Regions from separate parts of the Triticum aestivum genome. Here region 2 is linked to region 1. A link is a contact called in public Hi-C data. All regions are on one chromosome and are shown on one strand. The core of a region is the stretch at or near the end of the contact, and the rest is flanking DNA. Distances in the headings are between cores, read along the strand shown.

Region 1 (4,902 bases), core at 762-3,261:
CCGCTTCGGATCAGCAAGGGCCTCATGAATAGAGCGTGGTTGTCCTGTGGAATAGCTGAAACAACTAAACCATATTTAGTTTTATAGTTTACTTATTGAATAATTCCGGCTTGGAGGGGGGCGGTGTAGGCACGTGCACAGAAGATCCAAGAGCTGCTGCGTCGTGTTGTGCAGAAGCTACAACCGATCATGAGAGAACAGTCCCACTCGTGCCCGCCGGATCGTCTGTGGCTGGAGAAACTGATGGAGACGACGGAAATGCCACAGAAGATCTGGGCGAACTGGCCGGATCAAGATCGGATCCCACGTCGGGCCTGCGTGGCATGGTTGCAGTGGAACGCGTGGCCTGCCTGGTGTAGACCTGTGGGACCGGCGCGTACCACGTGGTTAGTTGGTCCCCTGGCGCTGATTGACGTGCGATGCCCGCGGAGGCCGGCTTTATTTGTAAAAATTATTAGGGGAAAAATTGCAAAAAATATTGGGTATGCATCGCATTATCGTAGCTCCGCTCGTGCCAGTGTGACACCTAACGCTGCAATCGCCCACGCGATCTCGGGCGTGGGCCGACCGATCAAGGGTTAGAAAGCGTTTCCCTCGTGTGGTTTTGCTAAGTTTCTAAGAGCTTCCCACTCAGTTTTGGGAAGCTTCCAGGCCGCTTTATTTTTTATGTTGTTCTTCTATCATTTTGTTTGCCTTGTTTGTTTTTATCTCTTTTTTTCTTTCAAATTCACATATTTTTGAAGTCCGTGAATATACTTTTAATTTCACGAACATTTTTAAATTTGTATCCATTTTTTGAATATGTGAACTTTCATCAAATCCGCAAAACGTTTTTAAAATAAAAATTATTATTTTTGAATTCACAAAACATTTTAAAATTTCATGATTTTTAATTTCAAACATTTTTTGAATCGATGAGTATTATTCAAATTCACATTTTTTAAATTTTTTGTTGTTTTTGTATTCATGAGCATTATTCAAATCCGCAAACATTTTGAAGCTCGTGAACATTTATCGAATTCATAAACATTTTTCGAAGTCGTGAACATTTTTTGTATTCCATGAACAATTTTCAAATCCCTAAACATTTTTGTATTTAATGAACATTTTTTGAATTCAAGAATGTATTCAATTTCATGAGCTTTTAAAACTCGCATTTTTTTCATATTCGTTAATTTGATTTGATGTTGTGATTTTTTTCTCAGAACACGGTTAAAAAAAAAATATCTGTCGCGACAGACTTGAGCAATGCTCGCTACTGGCCCGTTGGCCTATGCACAGTTGCGCGGTTGCCTACCCGAGCGACACAAGTGTTGGTATCGCTTGAAGCGGTACATGTCACCTCCCCTCAGGTGATGGCACACGGCATCGTCAATCCTCCAGGGCAACTCAACCCTGAAGTTCTTGCTGCTGCTACAATGAAAACACTAGCCGCATTGTTTGGGGAATAGAAGAAATGGCATCTTCTTGGTTAAAAAGGTTCATTTTTTTACCATGTGACATGTGTGATAAGCAATCCGAACTAGTCCATCCGTCCCAAATTTCTTGTCTTAAATTTGTCTAAATACGGATGTATCAAGTCATGTTTTAGTATTAGATATATCCATATCTAGACAAATTTAAGACAAGAATTTTGGGACGAAGGGAGTATTAAAAAAAGGTTCATTTTTAAAAGAAGGAAACACATCAACGCCCTGCAGTGACAAGCTTAAAATTGCTAAGGAGAAGAACGCATGTCTCGATCCCTGGCACGCTAAGGCCCAAGCAGAGGGCCACACGGTCACAGCCCACTGGGAACCGCAACCAATCAGGGCGCAGGAACCACAACGCCGCGGATCGCCCCCCACGATCCGCGTGCCTCACCCGAGGCCACATCACCACCGTCCACTCCTACCAAATCCAACGCTCCAAACCCACCTTCCCTCCGAAAACAATCACCCACCCGCCCCCGAAACCCAAAATTTCCGCAGCCTCGCGCCCGCCCGCCGCCTATTAAATCCTCCCGCTCCCCCGTCCTTCTCCTCACTCCAATCCCATCCTCCATTCCCAGATCCCCCAAGAGCTCGCACTCCCCCACCCCACCCCAGCCTCTCGTCCCGATGGCCCGCACGAAGCAGACGGCGAGGAAGTCCACCGGCGGCAAGGCGCCGCGGAAGCAGCTGGCGACCAAGGCGGCGCGCAAGTCCGCGCCGGCCACCGGCGGCGTGAAGAAGCCCCACCGCTTCCGCCCCGGCACCGTCGCGCTCCGCGAGATCCGCAAGTACCAGAAGAGCACGGAGCTGCTGATCCGCAAGCTCCCCTTCCAGCGCCTGGTGCGGGAGATCGCGCAGGACTTCAAGACCGACCTCCGCTTCCAGAGCTCCGCCGTCTCCGCGCTGCAGGAGGCGGCCGAGGCCTACCTCGTCGGGCTCTTTGAGGACACCAACCTCTGCGCCATCCACGCCAAGCGCGTCACCATCATGCCCAAGGACATCCAGCTCGCCCGCCGCATCCGTGGCGAGAGGGCCTAGAGCGCTTCGAGCTTGGTTGGAGGTGTAGAGGTGTTAGCTTCTGAATCTGTGTTGCGTGGTGGAAATCTGGCGTTGTGGTAGTAGGATTCCTCTGTTCGTGCCATCGTGGCTGTGTTATGTTCCTGTTCTGTGTCTGATGTAACCATCTTGTTACCATCAGCAATGAAAAGTTGGCTATCGGATCTGAATTCTGTGCTGTGTATTTGTTTGTCAGTGTGATCTTGCCCCAACTTTGAACGGAAGTTGGATTACTGGTAGCTTCGAGTGTCAACTGAAAGCCCCAAACTAATTGCATGCCACCTTTGTGTGCTTCTGAATCTCACAGACAAACCAATTGCATTACTGGTATTTTCGATTGTCAATTGAAATAGTGTGTCGGTATTATTCCTGCCTGTTTGTTGATAATATAATACGGCTAATACATTTCTCGTTGTATTTCTTACAGACGGCCTTGCAGGATGTGTTGCTGCTGTCCTGAACCATGATATTTTCTATCTATAACACCTGTTCAAAATGACCTGATCAGAATATTTACTCTGAATATGCTTTTGCCATCCAATCTGAGCCCATTTTCGTCTCCTGAACAAATAAAAGTACTGTAGATCATAACTTCCTTTTTCCCGATTGGAAACTGGAGTGTAATTTGAATATTCTGATCAATGGTTAAGCTAGTATGTGATGATAATCCTCAAGCCTGGCCAACCCGTCAAACATTTTTCCTGATGTCTTGCCAGCATTGGGTATGTCATTCTCTGAGCTCTGAGGTGTCTGATGGGTTGCTGCTACTCGTCACTGGTTCACTGTAGTCGTCATTCTGAGCAGGACTACAAGAGTAATGGCTCCATGAAAGATAGTAAGTTGAATCAGGTATCATGCGTGGGAAAACTAATAGCCATTCAAAGCACCCCACTGGAAAAATCCATCCAAACCTATATATGTGCATCATTTTCTTAAAATAAAGAAATGGCACGCAGTACAAGCCTAAATACACAAATTAATTGTCACTATTTTTTTTCTAACATATACATATATCCGTGTCATCTTGTTTTCTAGGCAGTCATGTATTTGGTGTGAAATCCCCTCAATCGTTTGTTATCCAGGCAGTCAAAACTAAGTTCAGTCTGCACACTTGTACATGCATTTCTTTTAACTGAACTTGTAAAAGCATCAGATCTATAATATTCAGAGTTTCTACTCAAACAAATATTACATGGCAATAGTTTGATGCTGCCGCTGTAGGAGCCTGAGTACGCGGTGATGTTTGCGGCTAGTTCAAAATTTAAACATTGATTCACAGAAATTTCTTTCATACTTTATGCAGTATTTACTTGCATTGTTATTTTTATGTTTTTCTTGAAGGTGTAAACCGCACCGGGGGTGGGGGTGGGGGGTGGGATGAGGCTCCCCATCTGAATATATTACAAAAATGATTTATTTTTTATGGTTGTATGCAGTTGAGGAATATGGAATGAGGAAGAGGATAAGGACTATGTTGGCAGAACCTTTTAATGCAGTTCTTGTTGTGGCGACAGCATATATCATTAGGAAGAGGAGACAAGGGAGATAAGTCGTTTTAGTGATGACGAGGACAGGCATAAGATTAGGAGGTATGTGCTGAAAAATATATATGATGGGTCTTGAAGTAACATGCTATGACGAGCCGCGTTGAACTGAAGGAACATTCTGTATGTGGGAGGTGTGGGCTGCATGACAGCGTGCATATTACAGTTGAAGAAAGCTTATTCTGTATGTCATTGACACATTTTTTTTTTAGGCTAACTGGCAGGTGTTCTGCCTTTTCATTAAGATTAGGAGAGAAACAGGGTGTTATAAGAGGAGCAGGGGTAGGAAAAGAGAGGATCCAGTAGCCTTAGGCTCTGGCTATACATCCATACTGTCTACGTTTCCTGACTATGGGGGAACAACAGGGAGAGGTCATCGTACGTCAGGCGAGAGACAGAGGCGGCCGTGCTAGATGTCTGTCGAAAAATTCTTCTGTTGCGTTCGTTCCAAATGTGCCATGCATGGTAGGCGGCGGCTACAGCAGCTTGCTTGCTTATGGAAGAGAAATGAAGCCACCAATCTTCAGTTGCCTGGAAGGGAGGCATCGGTTGGAGTTGCAGCCCTGGGGAGGCTCTGCCAAGGAGATGCCACACCTCCCTGCTGTACGAGCACTGGGAAGAGAGGTGCAGTGCCGTCTCAGGCAGCTGGTCGCAAAGCACACAGGTCGCCGCTTGCGTGCCGCCTCTGGCGCGAAGCCTATCAATAGTAGAGAGCCTGTCCAGCGACATTAGCCAGACAAAGAATTTGACCTTGGTCTCCATTCTCAATGACCAAATCTTCGCAAGCGCCGGCCGGGTGATGGCACCAATGAACTGAGCATTGTAGGCTG
Region 2 (4,573 bases), core at 1,056-3,555, 290 kb before region 1:
TCGGTAACATCCGAAGCACACCGCCGCTCACCACACCGCACGCAGAGGTGACCGGCCTGTCGCTGCTCGCAAGAACTCCATTCTGGCCCAGCCATCTCAGCACCGTCACCCGCCTGATCGTGAGCTCCTGCCACCATCTCCTGACAGCGCCGCCTCCACCATCGACGCGCCACCACAGCGTTGTCTGTCCCTGCCAGACCCGCCGCCCCACCACGCCTCCAGCCAAGCTCCAGTCGCCGCCCTCACACCCGGCCAGCTTGGATCTGGCCCGGTCTGATCCCTGCCCCGACGCTAGGGGAGCTGCGAGAGGATTTCAACGGCACACACTCTTCGTTTTTGCGATCAAAATTCTCGTTGTTAATTCAATTTGCAGCGCGATTTTCACCAATGGAAGCAACACATTTGCAGGCCGGTCCCGATGACATGTCGACCGCGTGTGTGTTGATCAGTCCATTGACCAAAACTAACAAAACCACTGCGAAAGGCATCTAAAATAAGCGCAGTAGCACACCACCAATTCAGAAGAGAACAAGAGGTAGCCATCCACTCCACTACGCGTCCAAATTACGGTCGCATGTACAGGTAATACTGCGAGTATCTCGACATTTTTCCAAACAAAAATGCTATCTTGCCCACTTTGACTTGGTTTCTTGCGTCCCCACTCTGAATTTGTCCTTGTTATTTCAGTTTGCACAGCGATTTCACCAATGGAAGCAAACACAATTTGCACAGCGGGTTAGCTCGACAAATTTACTTGCTGCTAGTAAGGCATGACATGGATGGTGCGGCTGTCGTAGGAGGAGGAGACCATGCCCTTCCTCTCCTGCTCCATCCTCACGGCTCTCAGCAGCTCGCCGGCCATCCTCGACGTCGCCGGCGAGCAGTCCCCTTGCATCACCACCAGCAGCTTCCCCACCGCTTCCGGCGCGGCTGCCAGCGCCTCCCTCATCTTCCGGTCCCCGCCCCCCGCGCAGCAGGACAGCCACAGCAGCGCCACCGCGGCCTCGCGCCCCATTTGCCCCACCCGTATCATCCTGCCCATCACGGCCGCCGCCACCTCCGCCGCGTCGTCGGCGATGGCTGCTTTACCATCGCTGCAGCGGGCTGCCTCTACTAGTAACATCAGCGCCGACTCCGCCGCGGCCGTGGGCGCGGCCGCCACGGCCAGCGCGAGCGCGGGCACTCCACCGGCTCGGACCATCGACGCTCGGGCGGGCCGCCCGCGTACCTGCACGGCCGCGGCCATGCACAGGATGGCTGCCGGTGACGCGGCCTCCTTGAGGATCCTCACCAGATCGGGGAACAGCTCCGACCTGTCGGCGATTGCGGTCTTCACGTCGGCGTCCGGCACGGGCGACGTAAGGATCGCCTCGAGAACCACAACGCCGGTGGGACCTGCGGCAAGCAGCGTTGCCACGACGCGTCCCAGATCGCCGGCCACGAGCACGGTGATGAGGGCTTTCTTGGCATCTTCGCTGACTCCGCCCGCGGACAAGACGGCAGCCATGGCCTCCACGGCCATCTTGACCCGTCCACGCTTCTCCGTGCCGTCCCGGGTCAGGTAGGGCACCATCTCCGGCGCCACAGTGGCCAGGATCCTCACCGCGTCGACGCGCGCGTCGGTGCCGGCGCCCCCCTTGGCGAAGGAGAGGAGCGCCGGCACGGTGGAGTCGAGATCAGCGGCGACGGCGGACGCGACGGAGGCCTGCTTCCCTTTCTCCGGCGCGATCTTGGCGGCCAGCGAGCGCACGGCCTTCTCCGCAGCGGCGGGCTCACCGTGCGAGGCGGCGAGCTGCGAGAGCGCCTCCTCGGGCGAGGGCGAGGGGGGCAGCGTGGCGGCGTGCAGGTGGATGAGGCGGCGAAGGAGCAGGTTGGGCACCAGGTCGGTGGACGCGAGCGGCAGCCGCGTGGCCGGGCAGGTGCGGTGGCCGGAGTCGAGCCAGCGCTGTATGGACGCCCGGTCGTATGTCGCGCCGGTGGGGAGGCTCACCGGCGAGCGCATCACCTCGAGCGAGATCGGGCACTTGAACGCGGCCGGCGTGGTCGGGGAGGCGGCCATCACGAGCGGCTCCGGCGGCCGGATCCGCCGCCTGGCCTGCTGTCCGGCGACGAGCGCATCCATGGCTATTGGCGGGGATTGCTGAGCCTGAGCTACTGGGGACAGTGGGGGGAGGAAGTGCGGGCGGCCGAGGCCTTAAGAACGAGTGGGGGTGATGTCAGCGGGTCAACGGTCAAAGTCAAGTGGGTGGGGATGGTGGTGTTGACGTTTTCGCTCTCGATAAGGATGGCCATTGCCCATTGGTAGAGCAACCTCGTGCCATCACCAATGGAACAAGCGGAGCGTGGAGGATGGGAACGAAGATGCCAATATAATTCAGACTTTTTTGCGGGACCTGCTTCGGGGTTTGTTCGTTTATAAAATGTGCAGGCTATGAGACTTGTCTGGGGTCCTGTAAATAAATCAGCAGAAAATTTTGAATGAGAGCCATGCTCCTTCTTCCAATTTTTTTGTACTAGAAATCAGCAGTAAATTTTGCCTTTTTTCCACCAGCTACAGTAAACACGTGACAGTCAAGTATTAGGATTTCAACAAAACAGAGAACTTTCGCAAAAATTACTCTAGAAATAATGTACAATTAACTTTTCCCATCGTATCGTTGATGAGAGCTGAACTGCAAATTCTATCTTAACTTATGCATTAATGCCTCAAGTTGCCGTAAAAAAATTGCTATTGCATTATTTTTGTCACTTTAATATAAAAATCATACTCCCTCCATGCTCTTATACAAGGCCACTTCATATTTTTATGTCTAACTCTGACCATTAATTTTACTAACAAAAAGTGAGTTATGTGCAACAAAAAGTATTTCATTGGATGCACATTTCAAAAAACTTTCCAATGATATATTTTTATAGCATATAATTCATATTTTGTTGATCAAAATCATAAGTCAAAGTTTGGTACGAAAAACGAAGTGGCCTTGTATAAGAAAATGGAGGAAGCACAATTTTTTGCGAGAAAACTTCCGATATATTCATCTTCAATTATGGTAGTACAACGAATATCAGAAATAATAAAAGTTCAAAAAACACAATAAAAATAATAAAAAATACAACCAGATTCGTAGACCACCTAGCGACAACTACAAGCAATAGAGCGAGCCAAAGGCGCGCTACCATCATCGTCCCTCCCTCGCTGAAGCCGGGCAGAACCTGTTGTAGTAGACACATGGTCGTCTCCAGGAATTCGGGGCCCTGGGCGAAAGCCAAAAACAGGGCCAAAATTTTGAGCAATTCATATAACAGAAGAACTAATATGCATAAAGCACAGTCTCACTTTATTATATAGTTTCAAGTATGTTTTATTTTGAATAATATTTAGACATATATCAATACTTATGCTAAAAAATAGTAAATGATAGTACAACAACAAACTAACCTCATGTTCTACCAAAAAAGGAGCATCCATCTAGTATTTCGTGAAATAAAATCTTCAATCATATCTTTATACTTAATCTTTTTCAATATAACTTTTTCAAGTGATATTGTCGCCAATCTGTTGAGTATTATATGCACCCCCTTCATCGACAAAATTACCATCATCCGTTTTTTGCATCAGGAGCCTCAACCTCTGTTGCATTCCTTTATCAACATTCACATCTGCAGCTTAATTTTCAGAATCAAGTTAAGTGTCTCTCACAAATATCTGTCAAGGGCATCCGCTTGAGACTGAGCCTCAACTTTCGGCTTTTGTTTCATCTTACCTTTGCAGCATCAAAATCATCTTGGTAATTCTAGTAGACATGATGAATATTCGGGAAGAAAACCTAACAAATTTAAATGATCAAACATAATAAAATTACCTTCATATGGTAATGATCTGGAGATGGCCAGATCTTAAAATACAAGAAAACAAACTAAAAAAGAACCTTGCTCTTGAAGATTAAAATACAGTCAATTGTCCCGGCATGAGTGTGTTCCTGAATAATTTTGTTGGTGTTCTTCCTGGTCGAAGCAGGAACGGCACCACAGTCCGTGGCTATTGCGTATTCATGGCAGCAAGACGATCATCCGATGGGATAGGATCGGATCATTGTAGGCAACTACGCCGGCACGAGCACGACTGCTAGGGCCTCACCCCTCCTGTCTTGGGGGAATATCTAGTGCTACCGCTGTCACGCCCCGAGACAGGACCTAGGCAAGACAGCTAAAATGGTATCAGAGCAAATGACACGTACATGTCAGAGTCCAGCGAGGAGGCACGCCAATACCGCATGCAAAATGTGTACCATCCTATGCGGTAGTACAATGCAGTACAAGAGCTAGCTGGCCTATCGAGAGAAGAAAATGCAGCTAACCACCAGTATGAGCTAGTTGGCAGGCTACTCGTACATGCATTAAGGCAACTGGGTGACAAGATAGAGATCGAGCAGACACGACGGATGCGGTTGCCATGCATTGATGCATGCATGTACATGTACGTGGACTAAAGCAAATGTAGTACTCCACCATCTTCTAAGCTAGCTTGTGTAAAGAAAAATCTACTAATGCTTAGCATGCACGTACTAGTCTT

What was found. A called contact is a pair of places that touch in the nucleus more often than the background predicts.
Region 2: a Hi-C map of leaf shows a contact between it and region 1, with 4 times the contacts expected there. The contact joins the promoter of LOC123182167 here to the promoter of LOC123182165 in region 1. A contact is called at or near these places in 2 of 5 Hi-C or Micro-C datasets (both in leaf).

What each region holds. Positions count from the first base shown.
Region 1 is chr1D:372,140,407-372,145,308 of IWGSC CS RefSeq v2.1, reverse strand. It overlaps LOC123182165 (histone H3.2), which reads left to right and starts at 2,011. Exons shown (of 1, transcript XM_044594641.1): 1 at 2,011-2,698. The coding sequence starts at 2,100. The coding sequence ends at 2,510.
Region 2 is chr1D:372,427,786-372,432,358 of IWGSC CS RefSeq v2.1, reverse strand. It overlaps LOC123182167 (U-box domain-containing protein 29), which reads right to left and starts at 2,305. Exons shown (of 1, transcript XM_044594644.1): 1 at 518-2,305. The coding sequence starts at 2,122. The coding sequence ends at 761.